Regions from separate parts of the Mus musculus genome. Here region 2 is linked to region 1. Evidence: chromatin contacts called from public Hi-C data. All regions are on one chromosome and are shown on one strand. Each heading gives the region's core, a stretch centred on a gene start, on an enhancer-like site or on the middle of the called end of the contact. The rest is flanking DNA. Distances are from core to core; before and after follow the strand shown.

The links. A called contact is a pair of places that touch in the nucleus more often than the background predicts.
Region 2: a Hi-C map of uterus shows a contact between it and region 1. The contact joins the promoter of Ehbp1 here to the enhancer-like site in region 1. A contact is called at or near these places in 17 of 484 Hi-C or Micro-C datasets (8-cell embryo, the HL-1 cell line, cerebellum and 9 more), 2 of 115 datasets of contacts at active chromatin or transcription factors (embryonic fibroblasts and embryonic stem cells) and 2 of 9 other capture datasets (adipose tissue and pancreatic islet).

What each region holds. Positions count from the first base shown.
Region 1 is chr11:22,242,948-22,249,794 of GRCm38.p6, forward strand. It overlaps Ehbp1 (EH domain binding protein 1), which reads right to left. Exons shown (of 25, transcript NM_153078.4): 3 at 5,023-5,080. Among named protein-coding and RNA genes, the nearest start is that of Ehbp1, 40 kb to the right of the region's middle. Within about 2 kb of position 4,319, at least 32 of the 459 cell types and tissues checked have an H3K27ac peak or open chromatin away from gene starts, as enhancers often do. A contact at or near this core is called in the HL-1 cell line, adipose tissue, embryonic fibroblasts and 2 more, where this site is marked.
Region 2 is chr11:22,283,230-22,290,076 of GRCm38.p6, forward strand. It overlaps Ehbp1 (EH domain binding protein 1), which reads right to left and starts at 3,566. Exons shown (of 25, transcript NM_153078.4): 1 at 3,453-3,566; 2 at 2,259-2,645. The coding sequence starts at 2,362.

The DNA.
Region 1 (6,847 bases), core at 3,069-5,568:
AACAACAAACTCTGGTGCAGTGATATAGATCTATAACCTAGCACAATAACCTAGCATACATCAGACATTGGTTTTCTAGGAACTTACTAACTCACAAAGTATTAATTCAAGACTATAAAGTTAGATAAAGAATGAAATACAGATATCCGCTAGGCAATGGTGATGCATGCCTTTAATCCCAGCATTTGGGAGGCAGAGGCAAGTGGATTTCTGAGTTCGAGGCCAGCCTGGTCTACAGAGTGAGTTCCAGGACAGCCAAGGCTATACAGTGAAACCCTGTCTCAGAAAAAAAAAAAAAAAAAAAAAAAAAAAAACCACAAAACAAAACAAAACAAAAAAACAGAAATATAGGTATCCAATAATAACTATGGTGATTGGGTGTGTGGGTGTATAGATAGATAGACAGACAGACAGACAGACACACAGGTAGATAGATAAAATTATACTAAGCCAAGGAAACTAAGATAAAGAGAGGGAGAGGGAGAGGGAGAGGGAGAGGGAGAGGGAGAGGGAGAGGGAGAGGGAGAGGGAGAGGGAGAGGGAGAGGGAGAGGGAGAGGGAGAGGGAGAGGGAGAGGGAGAGGGAGAGGGAGAGGGAGGACACCACATCCTTGGTAAATATCAGTGCTCTAAGAAGCTTGGTTAGTTTTCTTGCAGGAGAATAATAAAGGATTTCCCTAGAAAGTAGCTGCATAAGAGACACAAGTAGAAGTATTCACTGCCTTAGCATAGCTAGCAAAGGCTTTACCCTATAGCTGATGACTTGATCATTTACTTGATCATTTGCCAACATCCTAGTATAGCTAAGGAATTAGGATTCATTACTCATCTCTGTATACAGTTTTTCTTTCTTACTTACTTCTGCCTGGATTCCCCCCCCCCCCTCAGTGCTGGACTCTAACTTGGAATCTTTTGGTACCTTTCAAAGGCAAGCCTGGGGAAAAAGTCCTACTTAATTTAGGACAGTGTGATGGTAGTATTGAACGTGAACTTGATACAACTTGGATCACCTGGGACTCGTCTCAAGGACTTATGCAGCTGAGGTTTCCCTGAGAGCATGTCTGTGGAGGATTTGACCCTGTGGGCAGCACGCTCCCTAAGCATGGCCCTGAATTGTGTAACAGTGAAGAATGCTTAGAAAGCAGCTAGCAAGCAAGTAGGCAGAGTGCATTCATTCATTTCTCTCTGTTCTCAACTCTGGGTTTGATGTGGCGAGCCGCATGCACTTCTGCCTGGATCACCCCCCCCCCCTCAGTGCTGGACTCTAACTTGGAACTATAAACTAAAACCTTTCAGAATATTTTATGACAGTAACAGAAATGAAATTTGAACAAATACTATAACTCGACAAAATGCACTGATTTTTTTCTAATTGTTTCAAGTCATGCTCACCTAAAAGACTGGTACTTATTCTACAGAATTAAAATGTTTCACTGAGGGGGTAGGGAGATAGGTAACATGCATGCCATGCAAGAGTGTAGACCTGAGAATTCAGCAAGCCAGCACCTAGGTAAATGCCCAAAGGATGTGGCACCTGCCTGGAATCTAGGAACTTGGGAAGAGAACCCTGGAGCAGGCCTAGACTAACTCAATCAGCAAGAGATCCTACCTCAATAAACAAAATGAAGTATAATCCTGGAAAATGTCCTATGTGACCTCAGGCCTCCACATGCATTGTGAACACATTCACTGTGCAGAACAATTGCTCACAGGTATTTTAAATCAAACATATACAAACATTCAGAGCAAAAAGGTTCACTAAAAGTTCCATATTATACTCCATTAAACTGGTATTTTACAAATTTTAGAAGTGCATATACCCATATGTTTAATATGCCATCTATTAAACAATTTTACTGTTGCTAACACAACCTCCATTTAAGTAAACTCTCCACAGGCAGGTTGTGAGGGCACACATCTGAAAGGCTCAGTCACCACACAAAGCTATGGGAGGTGATAGGAACAGCAAAAATCTGGTAAGGATTTTAAAGCTCTGGTTTCTTTGGGATTCTTAAACCTCTCTGTGAACTTCAATTTCTAGTTAGAAAACAGGAATTTAGACAAGTAAAAATTAATATGCCATATTTTTTCTGTTTTATCACAACTGCCCAGCTGCAACTATCATATATACTGAAAAGTTATTTATGTCTATATATTTACAAATCAATTATAGCTTGACAAAGTCTGTGTTATAACTGTCATTACTCGAGAAAGTAGGAAAGCGTAGTATTGTGTTAATTGCCCATACTAATTATTTTAACCAAATGAATCTGCAATGAGCTCTCTAAATAGTTAGCTATAAAATATGCATGTACCAACAGAAAATGAGCAATTAACTGGGAATTAAGCTTTAAATTAAAAAGGCAAATGTGCCTTATTATGTACTACCTAATTTAACAGTCAGTATAATGACTTATCTGAGTGTCAGTTTTAAATTTCCTTATTTAGCTATTATACATAATTTATAAAACATTTCCATAAATGTACACTCTATCTATACACACACACACATATATATGCTGTTATAAGCTTAACATATCAGTTCTCATAAACTGTTATCCACCTCCAATGTTCCAAGAAAAAAAAAACATAAATTCTAAAGTACAGTAACCTCTGAGGGTCAGGATTCCAGGATTGTCCTTGTACACAAAACCCACAGATGCTTAAGATTTGTATAAATGGTGTACTGTTTCTATATGACCTGTGCACTTGTTCCCCTGCATTTTAAATCATCTCTAGACATTTAAAATACCCACATACTATAACATGGGGGCTGTGTAAGTACTTCTTATTCTACTATACTGTTTAGGGAATAATGAGGAAAGTTTTAGATATGTTCAAGACTGGTGCTTTTTTTTTTTTCCTTTTTTTTTTTTTTCCTTTGAGACAGGTTTCACAAAGACCAGACTGGGTAACTCCTAAATACAGAGAGCTGACTGTATAAAGGAAGATCTCAAAGAACATTAAAACTAAGAAATAAATAGAATAAAAAGTAATTTCTTCTAGAATACACTACCTTCTAAGAAAATTAATCTGTAGCCTCAAGTTTATATTTTATTACCTAGACTCAAACAGGATCTGGTACCATATAAGAAAGAATCTTTCATAAAAATTCTTTCAATTGTCATATGCCATTAAATAAACAAAGTTTATTTACTATCAAAGATGAGTATATTCTGAAGTGACCTACAACCTAAAGTATTTTATTATATTTATTGTATTCCATAACTCTTATAGAATAATTGCTAGCTAAGTGTCAAATGAAATAAAGTGCTTACAGTGTCCACTCTAAAGACTACTGATATAGTCACATCCCTCTATTACACTTAAAGGACAACTTTATTCTGGCCAACTCCACAAAAGCTGTAGATGCAATGAGAAGTACTGTGTCCATTCTTAGAACTCCTCCTCACATGTGAATAAGACAGTATTCACATTATAATGCCCCCAAACTACAGATATGTGTCTTGAAAAAATACTGTTCATGATGTGAATCAGCTTCAATTCCTATATTGCTGGCCCCTATATTGCTGGCAGGGGTGTTTGGCAATTTCTGGTATGTGTGCATGTATATGTATGTGTGTTGAGTGTGCACACATACTCTAGTGGGTGTGTTGGGAAACAATACTATGCAAAGTTGTATGGGCATACATGTAAGGAGGCTAAAGGCTGCGGCCAGGTATCTTCCCTATCACTCTCTACCTACTTAAACAAGGATTCTAGCAGTTAACACTGACAGAAGTAAAAAAAAAAAAAAAAAAAAAAAAAGACTATATACTCAGGGGACTGAGTAATTAACTAACTTGTAGTATATTCACAGAATGGAATACTATTCAGCAATAAAGCAATAAACTACAAATGAAAACAAAGCATGAACACATTGCAAAAACATGATGCTAGGCAAAGAAGACCACACATAAAACAGTTTTACTATGTAAAATTATATAGAACACTATTATACAAATATACAGTGCTATACAAATATACTACTGTAATATTTTTGCATGAAATTCAAAAATAGGTAAATTAGTCTTTATTGACAGAAAAATCAAAATAGTGATGGCCTCTGAGGGCTGGAAATTGCCTGGAAAAGACACAAAAATGTTATGCTGATAGCAATCTATACTTTGACAGGAGTACTATTTATGCAAGTATCAGAATATATACATCATATTTATTATGTATGTAAACTGTGGTGGCTTGAATAAGAATGGCCTATAGGCTTACATATCTGAGTGCTTAGTCACCAGGGAGCAGCTCAGGGTGGGACTGGGAAGCCTGGCCTTGTTGGAAGAAGTGCATCAATGCAGGGCAGGGGTGCTCTGAGGTTTCAAAGGGCCAAGCCCAGCTCAGTGTCTCTCCTCTCTTCCTCCAGCACTATGTCCTTGCCAGCAGGCTCCCAGCCATGATGATAATGGACTAAACTTCTGAAACTACAAGCAAGCCCCAATTTAAATGCTTTCTTTCATAGAGTTGCCATGGTCATGGTGTCTTGAATAACTAAGGTTTGATGAATTTTGCACCCTTAAGTTTTAGCTTAATAAAAATAAAACTGGAGGCCAGATATAATGGCACACACTTGTAATCCCAGCCCTTCGGAGGCACAAAAGGGAAGATCACAAATTCTAAGTCAGCCTAAAATACAAAATGAGCCCTGTCTCAAAAACAAACAAAACCACCTTGAAAGGGTACTTTTAGTAAGTTTTTAAAATTTCAATTATCATCTAACAAACTTTTCTTAATAGCAGTCTATCTATAGGAAAACAAACTAACCTCTAATAAATATGCATACAGCTGTATGCTTACGAAAATAAAATTATCTACAGAACAAGATGTTTAAAATTCTATTCTAGTCTCCATGTATGATACTATCAGTACAAAGAAAAACAAATCAAAATCTTCAAAAAAGTCCACTCCTCCTCCCCTGCAATCCAGCATGAACTCAGAAAGTTGGCCACTCGTTAAGAACACTGAGCTCTTCCTCGACAAATTTTTAAGTGGTGACTGTTCAGAGGAGACTAACCTTGGAAGACTTCCTTCGGCTTCTTCTTGTCCAAACAACCACCAGTTTATCTGGTTGCCTATCAAATTAAAAAACAAAGAAAGAAATTAAGTATAATTCATCTTAAACAAGATTATTAAAGTTTAGTTCTAGTACCTTTAAAGGACAAAAGTGGCCTGGGGTGACTCCACAAGTGAAAAGTTTTCCACACAAGCACAGGAACCCGATCTCCATCCCTAGCACTGAGATTAAAACCTGGATGTGGCAGTGTGTCCTGGAACTCCAGGTAAGGGCAGAGACAGGAGGATTCCAGGAGCTACCAGCCAGCCTAGTCAAAATGATGAGTGCAGGTTCCATGAGAAGCCTGTGTAAAAACTAAGATAAAGACCCCAAAAACTGGCCTCTGCTTCCCACTCGAGCATGCAGGTGAGCGAGCACATGTGCATAAGACCCTCATGTACACCCCTCACGCAGACACACAAAAAAGGACAAAAGTGTTTACTACTTTAGATTCCACAAAGCAGTTAAGCTCCAGTTCTATTCCTAAGTACAGTAGATGCTAAATTCAGATATGATCTCATTGAAGTAACTAGTATTTCCTCTAGAAACTTTTCTTTAAAAGTAATACCAAATCAATTCGAGAGGCTAACCAAATGAAATGCAATAGTTAGCCCATATCTGAGCCCTCCTACAGTGCCTCACTTCTCACACATTATCCCTTTCAACTTCGAGAAAGAAACATTCTACAGGCATCATGGGTGACACAACTTTGCATCTTCTAAACAATGCGTACAGTGGATAGTTCAAATGTTTTCATAACCACCTAATTACCCTCACAAAGCAATTCTGTGCTAAAAAATCTGCACAGTACAAAATACTACCTGTATCTTACAATCTTATTTAAAAAAACAAAAAACCAAAAAACAAAACAACAAAAAACAAAAAACAAAAAAACAAAAAACTGCCAAAGATAAATAACTGAGCAAAACTCTTGACAGAGCCCAGCCTGTAACTGAGACCCTCCGAGACCACAGAACCCTCTTCCTTATTGTCTACTAATGGAAAGTCAAATAAAATAAGACATCTTTAGCTACTTAAACAAGGTTTCCCTTCAAGTTCCTGGAAAACAAGTAGAATATGATTATCAGCTATCTTACTTACAGTTTCATTTTTTTAAAAAACATAGTTAAAAATGCTTCCCACACCAGGCTTGGTGACACAAGCCTACAATGCTAGGTGCTCCCGTGACTGCGATACAGGATCAGAAGATCAACCCAGCCCTGACCAGCGAAACTCCAGCTCAAAAGGAAAAGTGAAAAGAGACTAGAGCATTTGTCTAGCATGTGTGAAGACCTGGTAAATTCTCATTACTAGAAATGAAAATTATGTACTTATGCCTCAAAGCACAAATAAACCTGCAACTACATACATTACAACTAAACTGCAGAGGGGCAGAAATATAGAAAGATCATAGAATAAAGAGAGAAAACAAAGTCACTGACAAACAAGTCATTAAAATGGCAGAAGTAATTAAACGTCTCATTAGCAACAACAATCCCAGAGACAATGAAGTTCAGATCTGCAAGTGCAGGAGGAAGGCAGCTGCTCCCCTAGAGCTTATGCCCAGCCAAACCATCACTGAAGATCCATCTAGGACCAGCAGGAGAGGACAGCTGCTGCCAAGCCTGACTACCTGTGCTCAGTATCCAAACCCACACAGAAATACACACACACACACACACACACACACACGTAATAATGTGTAAATGTTTACACATACACAAAGATAATGTATTTATAATGTAAAGAGGAAAGATCTGAAGAAGCAAAATAAGATAAATGCTAG
Region 2 (6,847 bases), core at 2,316-4,815, 40 kb after region 1:
GCTGACGTTTCCAGTGTACTACCAAGTTAAGAATGGATGCAATTGGACCACCTTCCTTCTTGGTAGGTCCCTAGCCTTTAAAGGCAGAAGCCTGGTGTCGGTCTAAACTTCTCCTTCTCCCTCTCACCATTCCTCCCCATCCCCGACTGACAAGACCAACCCTCAAGTCCCATCACTTTTCACTCTATGTGCTCTTCCGCTCAATGCCCTCCAGACCCTCTGCCAGTAGCTGGTCCACACACCAATCCTCAGTTTATCAACAGCAACAGTTACACTACCAACACTGCCTCAGTTACCCACCCTCTCCACACCACAGCCTGACAATTTTCCAATTACAAACCTAAACATCTCTTCATCTCCAAACTTCCGCAGCAACCCTGTCACCAACACATAGTAGCCCAAGCTACTAATAACAACATAAGACTTCTATGACTAGAGTTCTTCCAGGCTTTCAGATGCCCTACCGTACTGTGATTCCCCTCAACCTACACTCTTATCTAAGGAAAGTGCTTGAATTTGGATCCTAGAGTGACCTCAAACTTGAAATCATCCTGCCTCAGCCTTGCTATAATTACAGGGATGCCTCGATCCAGCCAGCCCTCATGCTATACCTAAAGCCTCATGACATAAAGCCATACCTTGAATTCTAAGCATGCATCCTGCTGGAGGTTATCTAAATGTGTGGATTTTCTAAAATGTACCTCGTTTCTTCCTCTCTGATTTGATGTACAACTAAGGTTCTCTAAGATTCAGCCTGAAGCTGGGGTAAAGTTCTTGCACACAGCATGAAAACCTGAATTCCATCCTGAGCATCTATGTAAAAAGCCAGGAGCAGTGGCATATTGTCTGTGACCTTGGTGCTGGGGAGGTGAAGACAGGATCCCTGAGGCTTACTGGCCAGCCAGCCTAGCCTAAGAAAGGGAAGTGAGATAAAATACACTAAAATGAAGTCAACCTCAGCTGAGAGCCCAGGAAAGCAGAGAAAGGCACCTGCTTCCTTACTGGCATCATTCTTCATGTGCTGTAGACTGAGAACCCTATGGATAACACTGACATCTCATGGGCATTTACTACCTCCCTGTTCTAAACCTTTTACAAAATTAGTTGATTTAATCTTCTACTAAGTGGTACCATTACTATGCATATGGAGACTGAATTATTGAGAAGTAATATCCCCAGGATATCCAGCCGGGTAGAAACATACATATTTACATTACTGAACCTATCACAAGTGAAGTTACTTAAGGGTCCTTACCATGGCCTGTGAGCTCCTTGAGGGTAGGGAGGATGCCATTTCTGTCCCCAATCAGCAGTTTATGTATATAAACTAGGTAGAATATGAATATATATATATATGTCTTGAATTATTTTAAAATAATGTTCCTTACAAACTAAAAAAAAAAAAAAAAAAAAAAAACCCAAAAAACTAAGAATGCTAAGGTGGAGCAAGCCTTCTTTAGCCAAGAGGACATTAGAAAGTGAGCTTAGTACCAAACATGAGATGACAGTCCTTGATGAAATGGATTTATTTTGTGGTAGTGCTTAATCGCTATAATAAACTAAAATTCAAAAGACCATTTGCTTAAGATTAACTTTTGTCCCTCACTATGTAAGGATTCTCGTTTCTTATCATTCATAGTAGTAAGAGAAAACCCTAAATTTACTTTCCTCAAATGGAAAGAAAGAGGCAAATGACAGACCATTGCCACTAATTGCTTCCTTAAATCCTGCCAAGAAATGTATCCCATTAGGCAATTAAAAGAAAAGACAGTTGCCTGACTAAGCACTTCACAAGAGAATCTCTAAGGTTGTGTGCACTGGCATTCCATTATTCAAATACTGAAAAATACTCTAAGTAAAATGAAAAAAAAACAACAAAATAAAACCGCCATTCTATATGATATAAATTTCTATATTGAGACATATGTGATGTTAAGATAACCATTCTCTGTTTAAAATTATAAAAATAAAGTTATTCTAACACCAATGATAAATGACCATAAGACCAAAACTACTATACTTAGGTGTGTTCTCAGTTGTAGTCCTCTGAGACGATCTGAAATGGAGTGATTAAAATCCACAGAGACAGTACCAGCAACAACAGTGCACACACAGTACTTGTTAGAGTATCTGCACCGTCCACAGCTTCTACACACTTGTGTACCACTGCAAGGTAAACTGGCTACCAAAAGACCCACAGTCCAAGCTACAGGATGGTTAGGCAACAAGACATTAATCTACCCCTAAGCACGTCTTACCATTTCTTTGTACATTCAACCATCAGCTCCTGGTAGGAGGCCACAAACTGGAACTTGGATGCATGTTTTCCCACACGCTGCAGTCGCTTCCAAACTGAAGCCATGGTGATAGGCCAAGAGACTGGAACAGTTCTGGATTAGCAACACAGCAGCTTTGATAAAGCACACGAGCCTTGCATGTATGTCAGTACTTTCAACAAAAACTAGAACTTGAAATGATGCTTGGCGTCCATAAGTCTTCTCCCTGTCTCACAGGGTAAATCCTATCTTAGATCAATGGCCCAGTCAAGAACAGCTGATGTACAGGACAGGATGACTGAGAGGAGGTTCCCTCATGGAGACATCATCATTCCACTTCAGGGACTATATGACGTGGGTTCTGGAGAACTGAAAAGCAAAACACAGACAGAAAGAGAAAGAATATGAGGACAGACGCATGAGAAGTGTTAGATAAGACCGAAACAACCTCTGCTATCTGCGTGGTTTTCAAACAATGAAACAAAACCCCGGCCTCAAAAGCCAGTAACATCAAGGATGGAAGATACTAAGGAAGAAATGACAAATCACACCGAAGACAGGCGGCAATACACCAGGTTGTCAGAACCAACAATTGAGAGATGCCAGTCGGGCCCTGCCTTCCCTACCTAGCATAGCAGAAGGAAGAACAGGGCGGGAAAGTCAGGATGCTGTTTGATATATCTACCACCAGTTAGGAGTTATTTTTTAAATAAACTTTATTTTTCAGCTGATAATGAATAGCCTCGAGCTACTGAATATGTACTTAGCACAACCAGGGTGCAGGGAGAAATGCTGGTTCTGTAGGAGAGGGAAATGGATGGAGAACTAGCAGTGGAGGGAAATCTCACGGCAGAGAGAGGGCAAGGTCCCAGCTCCAGGCCACTTTGCTTCCCCTTCACCTTGGCTGCCAGGAGGAGGGGAATGGAAACTCCTGCCTGGGCTTGAAGCGATGACCAGCCAGGCCAATGGACAGTGCGAGGTGCGGTGCCTCCCTCCCCCATCAGGGGCAGCCGGCCTGAGCCTCGCCTCCTCACGCACCGAGTGCAGACCCCTGTCTCTCCGCAGAGACAGGCGTTGCCAGCTGCGGTCCCTGTCACCCAAGCCTTGCTGTTAGACCCCAGCCTCGGTCCCCGAACCCCGGCCCCTCCGCTCGTCCACTCCAAGCCCTCCTCACACCTCTAATCCCGCTGTCCCCTCCTTAGAGCCGCTCCTCGGTCGCCGCCGCCTCAGAAGCAGCTACCGCCACCGAGTCCTCCATCCCTGCTGGAGCCGCGTGGAACAGCGAAGCCCGGCGCGGTGCTCGTTTGCGGGAGCCGGGGTCTGCAGCTTCCCGGGCGGACGACGCCCGCCCCCTCCCGGAGCAGCGCCCCCTCCCCGGCAGAGCGCCCAGCGACCGTCCCCCTCCGGCCCGCCCGCCCGAGCGAGCCCTGCCAGAGCCGCGGTTCAGCGCCCAGATCCCCCTCCCCCGCCTCCCTCGGCCGCCACCACCATCATTACCTCCCCCGCCGCACCTCTCACACTAACCCTACCCACGGCGGCTCAACCTCCGTCCGCCTCGCCGCCATTGGCCGAGTCTGCGGGAGCCCCGCCTCCTCGGCGGGCGGGCCTTAGGACGAGCGAGGCACTCCATTGGTAGATCTTCATGCCGGTCATAGGGGATCCACCCCCCCAGTTTTTTTTTTTCCCTTAGGTGGAACCCGCCCGGTCTACCCTCTTCTTCTTTAAAAAAAAAAAAGTGTAAATCACGAAGGACGATCCCGCCCATTCCCTGGAATGGTTGAGGGCAGCGGGAGGCGGGAGGACTAAGAATGTTTATAGTGAACTGGAAAGCCATTGCAGAAGGTGGCTGTCCGTCAAAGGCGCCGTGGCTGCTGGGCAGGGTTTCTGGCTCCTGGTGTATGAACTGAGCAGAGTCTGATTCCAGCGGCTGCCAGAGACACTGAGGTGCTGTGGTTTCTCTCCTATTCTCTCCCATCCCCACCCACGAACTGGCTGCTCCTCTCCTGCGCCACTAGCAGCCAGCGGTTTTGCACACACAGCCTTTATTTCACTCAGTTCTTTCCGAGTTTTTCCCTGACCTTGCCAGGAGCCTGCCCCAGGTTCAAGGAGGGCTAAACTGGACATAAATGTTTACAGTACAGTCTCTTCTTGTCCTCATTCTCAGCATTTCTTTGAATCTTGCATTCTCGTGTTCCTTTGCGGTCTCATTATCCTCTGGTATGAGCTGTGGGTGGATTAGGGAGTGGTTGACTATGTGGAAAGGGTGGTTAAAGGCAAGGGAGAGGACGAAATAACTTAATAGTTTGAGAGCAATGTTGTTTACGTCTATTAAGAGGCAGCTGACATGGCCTGAAACTGTATTTCCAGAGGTTAGCATGGTTTTCCTGCTTCAACATCCAGGTTACTGAGATCGCTGAGATGTTAGGTGTACACCCTTGACATCACAAGTATATAGCACAAGATCCCTTTTGAGGCTGTGAAAGCTATAGACTTCTCAAGGGGCAGAAAATATCCATCCTATCCAAAAAACAAAAATTTGCTTTCAGCCTTAGATGTTTCACAGACATCTAAGGTGTAGAGAAAGAATGAAGAATAAAATTACAACTTTTCGGGACTAAACAGTAAAGTCAAATTAAGGAAGCTAGGGATGTACCTAAGAAAGGGGGTATGAGAGAAAGGGGGAGTCAGAAGAGGGCAGGGAAAGGAAGGGGAAGGGGAGAGAGGGGAGCCGAGAGTCAAAAAAGCAAAACTCAGCAATTCCTCCACAAGGAATGAGCAAAGAGTTTGGAAAGAAGATGGAAGCAAGCATGAAAAAGGCAAAATGCAAATTGTTTTCGGACTAATTCCTAATCTTATTAAAGTTGGAGGCAAATTTGTTAAACTGACTTTAAAGTTGTTGGTGTTCTGGGGAGGATTCTTTGTAGGAGGGGAAGGAGGAGGGTGTGAGATCAGCGTATAGGAAGCAAGAATCAGATGGAATACACCCAGGAGAGTCAGAAAGACAGTCTTGAACCCAGTATTAAATCCCATTTTCACTTTCAGGAAAAGAAAGTGATTTAATAATGCTATATTCAAAAGTACATTTTATAGGAAATGGCATAGATAGCACTTGTTTTGCTATAGTCTTAATTCTAGAATGTAAGACAACCAAAATAATGTATTTTTATTTTATATACACTATATAAAGTGAGTATGAGTGTGATTTCTCAGATGTCATTATGCCATTGTGACCTCAGTAATACATTCTGCTTTGTTAATAGGTACTGTGTGTATAAACCTTTTCAATGGATAATTTATAGAAGTGGTCATAAACTATCTTCGTCTAAATTTAAAAACTCACCTGATAATCAGGTGGCTTCTACTCTACTTACTATTATCATAAGCTCTCAAATGTTCTAATATGGTCACTTTGGTTTCCCTTGCTTAAAGAGGGTACTTTATTGTATAGAAACTATCTAAAGATCAATGGAAATGAAAGGGAAGTGAGAGGGAGGGAGAGAGGGAGGGAGAAGAGAGGGAGGAAGGGAAACTAAATCTATAAGACTCCTCCCTCAAGTTGTAGAAAATAAGAGTCCAGTAGCCTTTGTTTTGTGTTGTTGTTGTTGATTTTGAGACAGGGTCTTTCTATGTAGCCCAGCTGTCCTGGAACTCTATGTAGACTGGGGTGGCCTCTAATTTACAAAGATCTGGCTGCCTGTTTCCTGAGTGCTGGGAATAGAGGCATGTGCCCCTATACCCAGTCTAATATTTTTTCTTGACTGTTATCTCACTTTTCTTTCTAGCTACCAAGGTAGCTATGGAAAGAGTTAAATTGTCCACAGAACAAGGGAAGACATTAACTGTAGACCTTGACATTGTTCTGCTGCTGAGCTCAAGTGCATGGGCTGGCTGCTAAGAGCTGCACAGAGCAGCAGCTTCTCTCCACAATACTTTTAAAAATAACCTGTCTAGCAACTAAATTGATTGGGGAACTTTAAATATAGACTATTCTGAAATTGTTTGGTCTGCTTAGCCTATAATTAAATACCAACTAAATGTTGACCATATTAAATGCTATTAATAGTACATTAAAATAAGTTTCTAGTCTCAAAGAATTTTCAGAAACAGATCTTAAGTGTGCATGCAAGAGAAATTACTATAACCTTTCTGAGATCGAATTTCCTAGTCTGTAAAACCAGGAAACATACCCAGCTTTCTGAGATGTAGAGAGGACAGACAATACGACCATGAAGTGTCCATCATACAGTAAGCAGACAAGTGATAGTAGTATATGTTATGTTTAGCAGCAAACTTAAACAAGAAAAAAGCAAAACGTTTTCAAGAATACCTGAGCAAACAACTACTTGGCATGACACGTCTCTACCTGAAGGGCTGGCAGACAGTCTGCTTGCCATCATTAGAGCTAAGGGCTCCCAGACAGTCCGCTTGCTCACCATCATTCCTCTAGCAGTAACACAAATGCATACCAAAAATTTGGGTGGATTTGAGACTTTATGATAATTACTTAGTATCTACTTGCCTTCAATCTTCATGGCCACCCTGCATGCCACATTAACTGGAATCATCTGACA